Linked DNA regions of Mus musculus: region 2 is linked to region 1. Evidence: chromatin contacts called from public promoter capture Hi-C data. All regions are on one chromosome and are shown on one strand. The core of a region is the stretch at or near the end of the contact, and the rest is flanking DNA. Distances in the headings are between cores, read along the strand shown. Region 1 holds the start of 4931440P22Rik (RIKEN cDNA 4931440P22 gene). Region 2 holds the start of Mfsd1 (major facilitator superfamily domain containing 1).

What was found. Promoter capture Hi-C pulls out the DNA fragments that hold promoters and counts their contacts.
Region 2: a promoter capture Hi-C map of liver shows a contact between it and region 1, with 4 times the contacts expected there. The contact joins the promoter of Mfsd1 here to the promoter of 4931440P22Rik in region 1. A contact is called at or near these places in 4 of 39 promoter capture datasets (liver, neutrophils and pre-B cells), 2 of 484 Hi-C or Micro-C datasets (B cells and CD4 T cells), 1 of 115 datasets of contacts at active chromatin or transcription factors (astrocytes) and 1 of 9 other capture datasets (liver).

What each region holds. Positions count from the first base shown.
Region 1 is chr3:65,526,654-65,534,349 of GRCm38.p6, forward strand. It overlaps 4931440P22Rik (RIKEN cDNA 4931440P22 gene), which reads right to left and starts at 2,761. Exons shown (of 2, transcript NR_027955.1): 1 at 2,584-2,761; 2 at 830-2,512. It overlaps Tiparp (TCDD-inducible poly(ADP-ribose) polymerase), which reads left to right and starts at 1,794. Exons shown (of 6, transcript NM_178892.5): 1 at 1,794-1,979; 2 at 4,571-5,531. The coding sequence starts at 4,612.
Region 2 is chr3:67,579,568-67,587,263 of GRCm38.p6, forward strand. It overlaps Mfsd1 (major facilitator superfamily domain containing 1), which reads left to right and starts at 3,201. Exons shown (of 16, transcript NM_025813.3): 1 at 3,201-3,410; 2 at 5,077-5,129; 3 at 6,031-6,143. The coding sequence starts at 3,251.

The DNA.
Region 1 (7,696 bases), core at 1,511-4,010:
TCCCAAGGGCTGGGATTAAAGGCGTGCACCACCACCACCTGGCTTCTCCAGCATTCTTAGATTCCATCTTTGCATTTTCTACATCATTGTCAGCTCATTTGTGCTGAGACACTAGCTTCGACCTTGTGTCCTAAGAGATTTCAGTTAGACTAGGCAGGCCCAGCCTTCAAGCTGTACAGATGAGCTACTGGCACTCTGTCCTGGTGGAATTCCTGAGCAAAGAGCCCGGGATCATGAACAAATCAGTTATGGTTTTAAATAGCTATATTTGGGGGTGATTTGTACATAGCAGTAACTGAAACAGTACTGAAAGTATAAAGAATGTATAAAAAAATTGTTGGAAGAGAATGGAATTTTAAAAGTAGCACGAAAGCAAATTGAACAAACAAAATAGATGAGAGAAAAAAATACGTAGTAAAATGATAGATTTAACCCCAAATATAGTATGTTCAACCGGAGACATGAGGGCTGCATGTGTGTGTCCCAGGATTAAGTTTGGATGCAACCCAACATAAAACCATAAATTTACTTAAAACATTGTTTTTGCAAATATTTTTGGTAATCATTAAGTTAGTAGGTAAAGTTGGGACAGTTTTAAAACGTTGGAAATACTGCAATCTTATTATAGTTTTTTAAAAATAGTTTAATTTTGCTTATATACTAGTCTTTGAATTCTGTCCCAACCTTTCCACTTTAGTCTGAGGGCCTTTACTTGATGCAATTTGAAACAACACTGCTGGGTGATCATTAATCTGGGTTAGCAGTGCCATAAAACTTGGGAACCACAGCCTCTGCTTAGCCTGTTTTTCCAGGATCCCCTTTTTTTTTTTTTTGAATAAGTACGATCTTTTAATTTTTTTTCTTAAATTCGGATTATACAAATTTAATGTTTATTTCCAACTAAAAAAACAACAACAACAAAAAGCTATTGAATACATGAAGTTACAATCCAGATGCCAGTTTCATGTATATTTTTGAGGTTAACTCTCGGTTCCCTAAGTCTCTATGAGTGCAGGGCGTGGGGTCTGGGTGATGAAGGTCGTAGTTCTAAACCTAGTACACGCTCGGCGCGGAAGAGGCGCTCTGACTTGTTAAATGAATTAGTCACTACGTGATCCGTGGGCTGCAAAACACGCGCATAGGCATCTCTATTGTCAAAACCCTAACATTGGCTTCCCCTAGCGGAGGCTGTCCGGGAACAGGCGGCGGGGCGGGCTCAGCCTTCCCGCCCGTACGGCGCGGGGCCGGCGACCCCGTCTGGAGGCAGCGGCGGAGGCGGCCACTCGCTTCCCCCTCGGGATCTGGAGGCGTCTTGAAAGGAGGCAGATAAACAAAGGCAACCGCACCGAAACCGGCCGTTCCGTCTCACAGCCTCTCTCACATCGCGTGCCCGGGTGTCCGCGGAACACGGTGACCCTGCATCTGTCCGCAGGCAGGTGGAGTCCGCCCCACGCGGCGCGCGCCTCCTCTCCTCGCAGGCTCACGGGGGGTGGGAGGTAGCCTCCCCGGCCTCGCGAACCGTCAGAGCCTCGGGGACCCTCGGCCGCTCGCGAGCGGACACTCCCCTCCCTCCTCCTCCTCCTCCCCGGAGCGCCGAGCCGCCGCGCGCCCCTCCGTCCGGAGCACGCGCACGGGAGGCGGGGCCCCAGCTTCCCGGCACTCACTGATCGCCCGGCCCCCTCACCCCACCCCACCCCCTCTCGGCCCCGAAGCTCCTCCCTCCCCGAAGACGAGCCGGCCCGGGGGAGGAGACCGGAAGCCACTTAAAGCAGAGCTGGAGCTGACAGGCGAGCGAGCTGGAGCCTCGAGAGCAGTTGCGGCTTTCAGCGCTCAGGTCCGCGGAATGGCCCGCGCGCCGCTCGCCGCGTCGGCCGCCCACGACCCCTAGACACCGGCCCTCGTCCTCGGCTCGGACCGCTGGCGCAGAGGCGGCCCTCCACGCCGCGCCTGGGCTGCGTTCGAAGGGCGGCTTGCCTGAGGTAAAAGGGGCTGGGGGGTGGGCAGCGAGCGGCGGAGGGACCCCCAGCGGGATGGCGGGCGCCAGCCTCGCCGCCCCGAGTCCCCGTCGGGACAGCGGCGGATCCCTAGACTGCCCGGGAGAGCTGAATGCGCTCGCGTCCGTCGGTGGCGGGGTGGGATCGGGTTCAGCGCCGGGAGCTGGGCAGGTGGATAGATGGACTGGCGCCGCAGGGCTTGCGGGGCCGCCCGCGACTCCTCTCGGGGGGTTGCAGCCGGGGCAGCCCCTGCGGGAGGGCTCGGCGCTGCGGGAGCGTTCCGGCCGGCGCGCGTTCCGGGCTGCAGCCCAGAAGTTTGCAGGCTGTGTTCGAGTTAACTTTGAGTGCCGCACCGGTTCCCCTTCCTTTTCCCCGCCACCCGGAGTGTCCGCTGCGGCTCGGCCCTGCAAGCTCCGGGACTCGCCAGCCGGTCCTCGGGAAGGAGGCAGGGCCGGGGTGGGGGGGAATTCATTGTGGACTCGCCTTGAGTGGCTTCGGGGAGGCGGGGAGGTCGGGTCCTGAGGAAGGTGGGCCGGGAGTGAGGGGGCGCCCGGGTCCCTGAGGACAAGGTGAGGGCGGGGATGCTCACCCTCTCGGCGAAGTGCGGAGCCCGGTGGAACGGGCGCGGCGGGAGGTCGTGGCTGCGCGGAGCGCGGCCGGCAGGAGGCGTCGCTCGGACCCGGGCGTCTCACTCCTTGGCTGTTTGGAGCCGGCGGTTTCCATGGAAGGTGTGACCAGCTCGTGGTGCCAGACGACCGGGGCGTCACGAGGTGAAGGGTGGCGCGATTGGGTTGCCCGCTGCGGGCGACCGGAGGAAACGACCTTCCAATCTTTTTATTTTTCTGTTATGCAAACTAATTGAGGAACTGGTGGCTTCCGCACTCCACTCCTCTGCTTCCTAGTTGAGTTTCCGAGTTTGGTGGAGGGGCAGTAAGAGGAAAAGTTGTGTGCGTGCGAGTGTGTGTGTGCGTGCGTGCGTGCGTGCATGTGCGTGTGCAGAAGTATAAATAAAATCGCTTTAGTATTTTGCCTGGATTGGTGTGATAGGAGGGGATAGTGTGCGTGCGTAGGGGAAGGCACAGGCGGGTTAGATACGGAGAGGGAATACCACAATCTGTGCCAACTGAGCCTTGAGGCAAGAGCACCGAATGATGAATAATAACGCCTGGCTTGGCTGCTTTCCAGTTATTTATGTCTCATGTCAGATCCCTCCTTCGTGAGGCTTTCTCTAACAATGCCAGCTCATACTGAACTCAAATATTTATTTATTTAAAATAAATAAATCTCTTTTGTACTTAGACTAGCACTTTGTTCCATGCCTTGTGTTTTTCTGAGTTTTGATTATTCAGCACTTTTGTATACATAGACTTATAAATCCCTCCTAGATCTTTATATTCGTTTTTTAAAGCACGAAGTCTTACCATTTTGGGTTTTGACCTTCAACCAAGAACAAAGCATCTAATGTGTGCCTTTTCTAAAGTAATTCAGCCACAAAATACAGACATCCTCAGTGGTGAACAGTGCTAGGTACTATACTGGACTCCTAATGCATGCTTGATTAAATCATAGGTTCTTACATCAAGGAGTTCTTTCAGTCTATTGGACAAGAAAAAAGACCATTAATTGCTCATCACTGTCCCTTCTCATCTGGAACAATCTCAGTAAATACCTGGAAATCTCAGTCATTTTAAAGGATCTGGTTCTTGAAAGGAAAAAAAATTCAGATTCTGAAATTTGGTGTTTTTTAATATTTGTATTTTTTTGGTTATAATATACTTTCATTTGTTTTTTTTTTTTAAAGTGGATAAGTGTAACTTTTCTAAAGACAAGGACCCTTTGTATAATCGTGCTGTATTAAGTTTCTAAGGCACGGTACAGTGGTTGTTGAAGTTAGGCATATCCTGATATTCCTTCAGGAATTTTTTAAAAATTTAGAAATCTTTAACATTCAATAATTAAATACTAGAACTTTCAGAATGTAAAAACATTAGCAGGCTTCTGGCTTTCTCTTGTATCACAATTCACTTGAAAGCTTCTGTGTCTATCCTTACACACATACACACACACACTAGTTCTTTCACTTTTTAACCTTTTAAGTTTATCCTTTTGATGAACTTTCCTCCCAGTGAATTTTGTTTTTTGCAAACTCATGGGACAGATCATAAACAACTGTAAAGGGAACCACAAAGCTAAGCAAGAGATGTGGTTTCCCTGCTTCATCTTCTAGAAAAAGACAGTTATTTCTATCTTACAAAATAAAGTCATACCCCAGTAGAATCACACAGCACTTGCTCTGTCTCCCCCTCCTCTGTGTGTGTGTTTATCAATTATTAAGTCAATACATAAGTATTGAAAAATACATTCTCATCTACTATTATCTACTATTATGCAGATTTTTGCATAGCTTTTGAATCTTCATTTCTCAGTTTAAAAAAAGAAAATTGACCTGTAAGAGCTAACTATAATGCAAGCAGTGATTGCAGATAGTTAACCATAGACTAACGCAAAATGTTTTAATGAATGAATGGGTTCAGTTGTCAGTTTTTAAATGATCATCTTTCTTCCTTTCCTGGTAGGATTTGTAGATACTGAGGCACAGTTGGGAGTTAATCACATCATGGAAGTGGAAACCACTGAACCTGAGCCAGACTGTGTAGTACAGCCTCCTTCTCCTTCTGATGACTTTTCATGCCAAATGAGAATTTCTGAGAAGATCTCTCCATTGAAAACGTGTTTTAAGAAAAAACAGGAACAAAAAAGATTGGGAACTGGAACCCTGAGATCCTTGAGGCCAATATTAAATACTTTGCTAGAATCTGGCTCACTTGATGGAGTTTTTAGAGCTAGAGACCAAAACAGAGATGAGAGCAGCTTACATGAACATATAGTGAAAAAACCCCTGGAAATCAACCCATCGTGTCCACCAGCAGAAAACAGTATGCCTGTCCTGATTCCTGATGGGACAAATGTTGAGGGCCAATTACCAGAAGCGCATCCTTCTACAGATGCTCCAGAACAGGGGGTTCCAATCCAAGACCACAGTTTTCCACCAGAAACCATCAGTGGGACAGTGGCAGATTCTACAACAGGACACTTCCAAACTGACCTTTTGCATCCTGTTTCAGGTGATGTTCCTACAAGTCCTGACTGCGTAGATAAAGTTATGGATTATGTACCAGGAGCTTTCCAAGACAATAGTTTTACAATCCAGTACATTTTGGATACCAGTGATAAGTTGAGTACTGAGCTCTTCCAAGACAAAAGTGAGGAAGCTTCCCTTGAGCTTGTGTTTGAACTTGTAAACCAGCTACAGTACCATACTCACCAAGAGAATGGAATTGAAATTTGTATGGACTTTCTGCAAGGCACTTGCATTTATGGCAGGGATTGTTTGAAACATCACACCGTATTGCCCTATCATTGGCAGATCAAAAGGACAACCACTCAGAAGTGGCAGAGTGTTTCCAATGATTCTCAGGAGCACTTGGAAAGATTTTATTGTAATCCAGAAAATGATAGAATGAGAATGAAGTATGGGTATGTATTATAACAAGTTAAAAATTGTTACATGTTCTAATGAAGCTGAAAGTTTGGTATGGTGGTTTCTTTCAGTAGTGTACCAAGTTTTTTGTTTTGTTTTTTTCTTTTATGACTTTTATGCTATTCTGATTTTTCATAGTGTTTAAATTTTAATGTGGTCTCTTTACCTAACCAAAGAAACATTTTATGATTTGAACAATTTAGATGTCATTCTGTTTAGTATGTATATGTTTGAATGAAAGTTGTACATACATTTGAGTGTTGAGAATCAAGTACTATTTTAACTGTAATCACTTGCCTTTAAAAAAAATCCACTGTGAATCTTACATACTAAACTTACCTAGTTTTTAAATTTTTATGAGTTGAGTAGCTTTTTTTCTTTTTTAAATATAGAAACTAATATTTGGAGCTCTTTTACTAAACATTTTATATCAGTAATTCAGAAGTTCTTCATTCGTACACAGACACATGCTATTTTGATTTTTCAAGGTGTTGGAATGTGTGAGTGTTCTGCCTGCGTGAATGTATGTCCACCTAATACTGCAGAGGCCTGAAGCGGGTGTTGAATACCCTGGCATGGTTACAAACGGTTTTGAGCCTCAACAAGGTGCTAAGAACTGAACCTTAGTCCTCTGCAAGAGGCCCCCTTTTCTTAAAAATAGTTTTAATAAGGTATTGTCCAAGAACTCGATTGCCCCTGAGCTACCAATTCTAATTGTTATGTCAAGAGTTTATGAATTCGCCAGGTGCACGCCTTTAATCCCAGCACTTGGGAGGCAGAGGCAGGTGGATCTCTTGAGTTCGAGGCCAGCCTGGTCTACAGAATGAGTTCCAGGACAGCCATAGCTACACAGAGAAACCCTGTCTCGAAAAAAAACAAAAACAAAAACAAAAAAAAAAAAAAAAGAAAAGAGTTTGAATTCTCAAAGCCACTCGAATCCTTCCATCTCCAGATTACAGAACACTTGAGAGCATTGGCCTCTTCACTGATGAAGCAGATTTCAGTCCACTGAGTACTGGAACATTTTGGTACATGAAGTTTCTGTTTGATTTAGTCATAAGGAAACTAGCAGAGTCATTGTCTTACACATTACACTGTTACTGTAAGCAAGTCAAGACAATCATTTTGGTCCCAGAAGGTCCAACAATTCTTTGATCAATAACATATTGGACATTTATATCTTTAAGATCTTTTTGCTTGAAAAGTAGACAGATTTAGAGCCTTTTGTAAAAACTATAGGATCAGTTATAAAGTAGTTACAGTAGGAACTTGATTTCCAAATTAGTCTTAATGATACAAACTAATATTTATATGACACTTAAGAGAGGAAAAGCATGAGTGAATTGCTATTATAATTGATATTGTTGCTACTACATTTTAAGTGGTCCTTATGAACTGTTAATTACTAATGAAATTTTCAGTGAACAAGAAGAAGAAATAAAAGATTGAAAATAACTGTCAAAAGTTAGGCTTTTGGGGAGTTGACCTGTGGTCATTGCAACCTGGTTTTCCTTGTATTCCAAAGCGATGTTGTGTTTCCTGGCAACAAGATGCAGATAACGGCATGTTGAGCCTTGCTGAGAGAATCACAAACAAGCTGGAGCAGCCCAGGTTCACATGGTTACCACATTATTTGGCTAAAGCTATTAATCTCTGTGGTCAGGCCTGTAAAGCTGGTCGATCTGTGCAGATTGCACATAACCAGGAAATGTGTGTTCAGCTGTGTATATATGTTCATATTGGATCCAGTCTTATATTCAGGAAGAGTGGATGAATGGTGTTTGTTTGTTCTACTTGTTTTGGGTAGTTTATACAACAGAGTCATCAATGCACACTATATCATAATATCATTTTGAGGACTTTGAATTATGTTCATAGTTCTGGGTCTATAGCAGAGACAGGTCATAGTTTAAAACTATGCAGATAGAAATCATTATTTTTCTTTGCACCTGTGAGGATTTAACACCTAAGTTAATCAAAATTGTATGTGCATTGTTTATTTTGTTTTCCGGAATGAAATTGGGTAGTAAATTGAGCCAGGTGTTTTCAGTTTCCTTTGAGTTCTTTAGTTAAGATGATGCTTGTATACTAAAAACACATATATGATATTTGGATGATAAATGCTTACGATGCATTCCTGTTCGCATTCCCTGCTTTTGTA
Region 2 (7,696 bases), core at 1,951-4,450, 2.1 Mb after region 1:
CATCAGCTGCTGGTAGAGCCTCTCAGAAGATAGCCATGTCAGGCTCCTGTCTTCTGCCATCCTCATGGTAAAGTTTCTGTCTTTTTAGAACAAGTTTTAACAAGATTAACAACTCATCCACTTAATGGCTTTGATTCTTCCCTTCCCATCATGCAGCTAATTATGGACTCACTCAATAAATTCACTGGCTTATGGCAAGAATCTTACCAGTTCACCTGTCCCCTACAGAGTGCACAGAGCTCCTTTGCCTCTAAAATGGAATTGCCTGTCTCTAGATTTTATTTTCCCAAATGCCTTCCACAGGCTCAACAGCCTACTCTGCTTGGAGACATTGCTTCCTCTGTACAGCCCTTCCTAGAGAGCACACATCACATGTAGAAAAGTTGGGGTCAGGTAGTCGGAGTCTCAGAGTTTATTAAGCACAACACTGGAGGTATATGTAGATGAGCATTCTCAGGCTGTACGCATCTGGGAGGAGAAAGCTGAACTTGCTGGTTTTTGCACACAGGAATCCACTAATCGCTTCTAGACATTTATACTTGGACCAGAGGAAGAAGGCTTTGCCAGTTCTGAGCCTGACCCACAAGGGAAGGCTTTGCAATTTACTATGGGCCTGCGGCCTTGGGCCTTGTCATGGATGTGCACTTGTCAACAACACACACTCATGGTGTCCCTCACTCAGGGCTTCGTCGGCTCCACACGTCTCCTGCCTAAGTCTTAATCACATTAAAAGCTAAATAGTTGGGATGACAGACATGTGATTCCATACTCAATTTAAGGGTGTTGAAATCTTATTTGAGAGTAAAGGCCTTCACATTATGAAAAAAATGATTTGGGATGAAAAACTATATGGAAATAAAGCACAGTCGGAGGAAATGTCAAGTCCTACACACACTGGTGATTCTACGTAAGCAACACGTAAAGGAATAAACCCTGGGAGCCCTGCTGAAGACATGGAGTCAAAAAGAGAAAGAGAATTTGTAGAAAACTGAAACACATCCATGGGAGAAAACACAGACCACACACTAATGGCAACAATTAAGGCCGATTCCTTTAACTGATGGGCTACCAAGCATGGGCTCATGCTTCAGTCTCTAGGTGCCAAAGCTCAGGTGTCATTTTAAAAGGCAAAACCCACAAAGATAAAAATTTACATCAAAGTTAGATAAGGGTCAGCATAACCTCAAAATTTTATTATATTATATATTAATACTTATCATTATCATCTCAGACATAACATGCCAATTATTTTTTGACTTACATCTTCAGTTATTTGAGTTTAAATTTGTATATACATTAATTAGTTTGGTGAATATGCAGACCACAGTCATGGTTGTGGAAATCTCAAATATGTAGCCAGGGTAGACATGACCCACTGGGAGGATAGATAGCTGAGAACTGTCTAAGCAAACACAGAATGAGGTCAGGTCCAGAGGGCATTACCCTGGGCATTTCATTAAGACACAAGTGACTATCATTCAAAAGAAGTCCAACCTCCTTCAACAAGAAGTACAAACTGTCTATACTATCATAGCCATTTTTACTTAGATTTCTAAAGGCAAAAACAAAACAAAATAAACAAACAAACGAAACAAACAAACAAACAAAACCCAAAAAGCCAAAAAGTGGATTAGAGATACTGGCAGCCAGCCTCTTACCTGTATTTTTGACTTAGCCATTAGACTTGTCTTAGTTAGGGTTTCTATTGCTTTAATGAAACACTATGACCAAAGCAAGTTAAGGAGGAAAGGATTAATTTGGCTTATACTTCCACATCATAGTCTCTCCCTGAAGGAAGTCAGGACAGGAACTCAAACAGAACCTTCTGCTGGAGGCAGGAGCTGATGTAGAGGCCATGGAACAGTGCTGCTTACTGGCTTGCTCCTCATGACTTGTTCAGCCTGCTTTCTCATAGAACCTCAGACTATCAACCCAAGGGTAGCTGGGCCCTCCCCAACAGTCATTAATTAAGAAAATGTCCTACAGCCTTGCCTACAGGTTCATTCCATGGAGGCATTTTCTCAACTGAGGCTCCCTCCTCTCAGATGACTTCAGCTTGTGTCAAGTTGACATAAAACTAGCCAGCACAAGACAGTAATCTATACTGTGGACAAAGCCAAGGAATGTAAACTGATGGTCTAGGCCCTTCATTGTAGTACAGCTGATGCTGAGTGAAAGATTAAGCCCAAGGTGGGGTATGACCACTGTGCTGGCAACTGCACAGTGTTAGTCAGGGGAATGCAAGGTAGACAGCAGGCTATGCATAAACATTCCAAACGGTATCTCTCTGACACAGTCCCTCTGCTTCCCCATCCCCCATATTTGGATCTCTTTGGAGGGCCCAAGCTAGGAGTCTAGAAAACACTCAAAAGTCCTCCTCCTTTTTCAAATCCCAGGTGCTATTGTTTAAGCAAGTCCTCATTTAGTCACTGGATCTCTCCTTGGTGCGATAGCTCCAGCTTTGAGCCTCTCACTTTCACTTCTGCGGCACGCTTTACAGCTATTTAGCACCTAGCCTTGCTACACTCAAAATTCTACTGCAAAGACTCGGCAAACCTAGAAATGTGGGGTAGAAGGCTGCGCTGCCAAATCAAACTTCTCAAAACAAACCTAGTGGTCTCTATACTCTGCTGGACATCTCTGAATGGCTCCTCATTTAGGATGTTCGTGTTTCTACTTTACTCGACTTTCCTCTTACTCCAAGATCAGTATAAACGTGTAATTATAAACGTATAAAACCCAGAGGAATTCAATAACTCTTTCAGCTGCAGTCACCATCCATCCACCCACATGATTAGTTTCTGTCCACCTAAGGAAATTCTCTCACCCATATTCAGAGGTGAGAGAATTTGTCCTCTTTTCTAGTACATAAGTGTCAGGTACATCATATGCTGTTCCGTCAGGTCAACTTAACAACTCTTCATGAAGAGTTGGCGAAGTGAGGGAGGGAGGACTGAGCTGGGTTCAGGTCAAGCCTTCCACCACGACTTCTGCACCACCACTTCCTACTGGTTTTAAATCAGATGTTAATGAGAACCCGGTCGCTCACTCCCACTCCCGACCGGATCTATACCCCATCGGCAGAACAGAAAGGCAGCACGGGAGCCCGGCCACCACGTGAGCAACCGTTCACGTGAGCACGGAGAGGCGTGGCCCGAGCAAGTCACGTGAACACACGTGATCACGTGAGTGCTGCCGCTGCCGCTGCCGCCCTGCCTTTGCTTCCTGCTCCGTTCCAGGCTGCAAGCTGATGGAGGACGAGGATGGGGAAGATCGGGCGCTGCTTGGGGGCCGCCGCGAGGCGGACAGCGCAGTCCATGGCGCCCCTCGCGCTCTGTCCGCGCTCTGCGACCCCAGCCGCCTGGCGCACCGGCTCGTGGTGCTGTCGCTCATGTGCTTCCTTGGCTTCGGTGAGCGGGGCTCGGCTGGGGCAGATGATAGAGGGATTCCAGGGTTCGCGCTGCTGCCTGGGCTCGGGAGCCCGCTTTTTCCAAGTGTCTGGAGCGAGGTGACGTTTGTTCCTCCAAGCCCCGGTGTTCAGCAGCTCCTCCCTGGGGACGCAGATGAGAAGGAAACTCAGATCTTTCTCCCGGAGAGCTGTGCTCCCGAGAGTTTCAGAACGTTGCTGGGGGAATTTCAGAGCGTGACTAAGTCCCTCTTCCTCCCTCCCCAGGCGACCCCTCCCATTCCCCAGTGCTTTCCTTTGTATTCTTTTAGAGCTCGGATCCGCTTTGGATAGTGTTCACTGCTAAGTACACCTTAGTAGGAGTCTTTTCTTACCTTTCCTCTGTGAGACAGCCTTGCAGGACCACACTTGTTAAGTTGGTTTCACTTATGAAATCTGATCTGGCGCAAAACACTTTCATTAGCTACTTTTAAAGACACCCTTCCCTCCCGTGTTACAGTTTTTAGTTTACATTGAAACTGTTCGGATTCGTAACAACTGGCTTGGCTTGAAAGAGTGTTTCAGGGGGATCAGATTCAGAAATACATGCACCTGGTTTATAAAAGATACTTTGGGCTTCGGTTTCTTTATTTTTGAGAAGATGGTACTCATTTGCTTTAAAACGTATTGAGCTGATAGTGGTGGCGCCCTTTAATCTCAGTACTGGAAGACAGGGACATGTCTGTGCGCTAGAGAGGCCAGCCAGGGCTACAAAGTGAGATCTTGTCTCAACCAACCAACCAACCAACCATGGTATTGAATTTCTTATAAGCAGTTAAATCCTGAAGGAGAAGTTTCTAGGTTTAGAATCAATAACCAGTAAGCATAGACAAAACACTTGAAGAAATTGTCCCTACTCAAGTTGACAGTTTATTTTTGGTAGGTAGATTGGGCTGAAAGTTTGGGTTTGAGAAACTAGAGCCGCCCTGTCGCTAGCTGCCTTCTCCACCTTTGGACCGCTAGCTTTGTGTATTTACAGAGTCAGCGGGGAAACAGGCAGTGTTACCTTGGGGCTTCTTCAAGCCTGTCAGCTTTCCCCGCTCCCAGGAGACATTGCCAGTTTTCATTTGATCCCTTAGACTGGCGCTTGTGTTGTTCTTGTTTCTAGCCCAGTTTTCACTCAGTTATTTGCTCCTGGGTATTTTTGTTTGTTTTTGTTTGTTTGTTTGCAGGATCAGGATCTATATCAAATACTGGTTTGGTTTGAATCTCTGAGTTACCTCTGCTTTCAAGAAAAGTGAGGACCCAGCTAACGTGCACCTGTAGAGGATGCTTGTAGACTTTTTTTAAGTAAGGGAAATGCAGCGATTTCATGAAGATGTTAATACAGTGATAAGCATGGGAAGAAAGACGGAAACGAAATGATTAAAAGCAGTTGATGTTGACCTCTTTATCAGGTTTCTGGTATATGCTGTGTATGCACACCACTACCTTGTGGAAGTTCTTTGGAATGGTAGATCAGGAAGTGGTGTAAAACAAACACACAAGCAAGAAAAAAAAATCTGTTGTCATAGTGTCAGCCATAGTAAACCTTAAACACCTCCGGGGAGTTACTAGTTAGGAGTTGTAACTTGAAACTCTTATATAGATATTATCATTCCGAGTGAAATATGTGTTCTTCCTTTTTCTAGGCAGCTATTTCTGCTATGACAACCCCGCTGCCCTTCAGACTCAGGTGAAACGGGTGAGTTGATTTTCTCCGTTCTTGTACTGCTTTGCTTTGGAGCACTCACTTACAGATGCTCAGATAGAATGAGCTCTCAGGTGCCCCATCTGAGATGTCCACTTTCTCTTCTAGTGTCTGTTATCACCACACCCACAGGCTGCAGAGATCAAATTTGTTTCTCTAAAGAACTCCTGAATAACATATACATGCCTCGAGATGGTTTTCTTCTTTAGGTAGATAATTATGGACTCTGCCCACAGTGTTACGGGAAATGCTAGTGTTGGTTGGAGCTTTGCACTCCTCTGAACCATTGAGTGAGTGGTGGGACAGCTTTGGCCTTCTTAGATAAACTTTGCTGTTATTTACTTTTATAAATGTGCATACTGGTTGCTGAGTATTGGCCCTATCTGCATTCTTAGTCTGGTTTTGAGTTGTAAAACTGTATTTGATATTTGTTGTTTTTTGGGCATTTAGACCATCATTATGTGCATTTTAAAAAGCCATTAGGCAGAGGAAAAATGCATGGGCTGTCCTTTGCATTCTAGGAGGGGTTAAAGAGGATAACATCTGTAAGACTAGGCAAGGACGATTCTTTTCTGTTTGGGAGGAGTCCATAATGGAGGTGGAAATGAAGAAGGAGGAACGTAGGAGACAGAAAAGGGCTGAGTTGGCCCCCATGCCAGTGACAGGTCCTAGAATCCATGAGGCCTGAGACATAGTATGTGGACTTAAGATGTTCCCAGGTATGGCTGTTATTCTAAGGGCAAGGGTCGTAGCTTCCAGAGTCACAAGGAAGTAACAGTTCACACATGGTTAGGAAACATACCCTGTATAGATACACAGCTGTCACTACGTTTTGTTTTGATTCGTTAATTGCAGAATCTGTGTGGAAAAAAAGTTTTCTTTTCTCTCTATCCAGGACATGCAAGTGAACACCACGAAATTCATGCTGCTGTATGCCTGGTATTCTTGGCCCAATGTAGTTTTGTGTTTCTTGGGTGGCTTTTTGATAGACCGCATATTTGGAATACGGTAAGCTTGCAAAAAAAAGTCAAATTGTGGGTAAATTTAACCTGGTTATTAGAATGTAGGAATGGGCCAAAGTTTTTCTTCAAAGAACTGAATAGACTTGTGTGAATTGACATATGGTGGACACGAAGAGTTGATTTTTGTTTTTAAAGATTGATTTTGGCTCTAGACTCGATCCTTGAAGCCTGGTTGGTTTATTAATTAGGATCAGGCCTAGTAGATGCTGCTGATGGGTCGAGGTCATAAGTTATGCTCTTAAATTGGGTTAGACGAACTTCCTAAGCTTCAGCTCCCCCCCCTCCCCTCAGTAGGGGCAATAATTCCTACCTTACAGGCTTCTACAGGGATTAAGTGAGATATGGAGTTGTAAAGTCTTTGCACATAGGTGGAGATACATCCCTCAGCTCTGGTAAGATTTAAGGATCCCCCCTCCCCCACCATTTCTGCCTGTCTTTGGCCATTGAACTTTTTGTGGCTATGGTCATTTGATGCTGAAGAGGAATAGTCCCTTTGCTATTAGCTTTGTCACTTTTCATCTTTCTCATTGGCTGTGTTTCAAGTGGGACTTAGGGACCATCAGCTGGGGCTCTCTTCAGAAGGCAGAAATGGAGCTGCGGAGTGGTTCTAACTCTTTCTGAGGGATAAGGGTTGAGACAGCCTTGTGTGCTTAGATTTGCTGGGGTTGCTTCTAAGAATCTTAAATAGTTGAGCGTTAAGGAAGTGTTTAGATTTTACTGGGTCTCAAGGGATGATAGAATTAGCTTAAGTTTTAGGGAAACTCTTTCCACTTACATGGAGGAGGAACTCCTTTTAATAGGGGTGATATAAATCTTTGTGGGACGTTGAGTTTTCCAGTTTTAGAGAAGATTCAGGCCATGATTTTAATGTTTTTGAGTGAATTTTAGCTTCAGAAATGCAGTTGGCTCTGATGACTTTTGAAGAGTCTGCTAAGGCTGCTATTATGTGACTCTGGTAAAATATTAATAGACTGTAGTTGGACCTGTAACTCCATTAACTTGGCATAGCCATGTCTTCTAAAAGTAGTTTTTAGTTACCAAGAATTATAAACTTAGAATTATCTACTGTAGAATTTCCTGGAATCAATTCTAAATTGATAGTAAGATAAAGATTTATTTTGTGCACACGCACACATGCCATGTGTGGAGCCAGTACAGGAGTCTGGTCTCCAGGAGCTGGAGTTACAGGCAGTTATGAGCTGCCTGAACCAGGATCCTCCTCAAGAGTAGTGAGTGGTCTGTGCTACTGAGCCTTCTTACTAGTCTCCGGCTCTAAATGCTGCGTAGAGATTTAATAAAGAATTTCCATTTCTAAAGGAGAACTTGGTGAAGATGATTTAAGCTTTAAGAGGTGATAATCGTGTAAACGAACCTGTGTCATTGCTGACCCTCTGGAACCCTGCCAGAACTCTGGCCTTCTGTATGTTAGCATTCGGCCCTGGAAGGTTGCAGATGAGCGTTCACCTTCCTTGGATGCAGAAAAAAGAAAAGAAAGAAAACCAAACTGGTTATTAGTATAGGACTCTGTGATTACCAGCA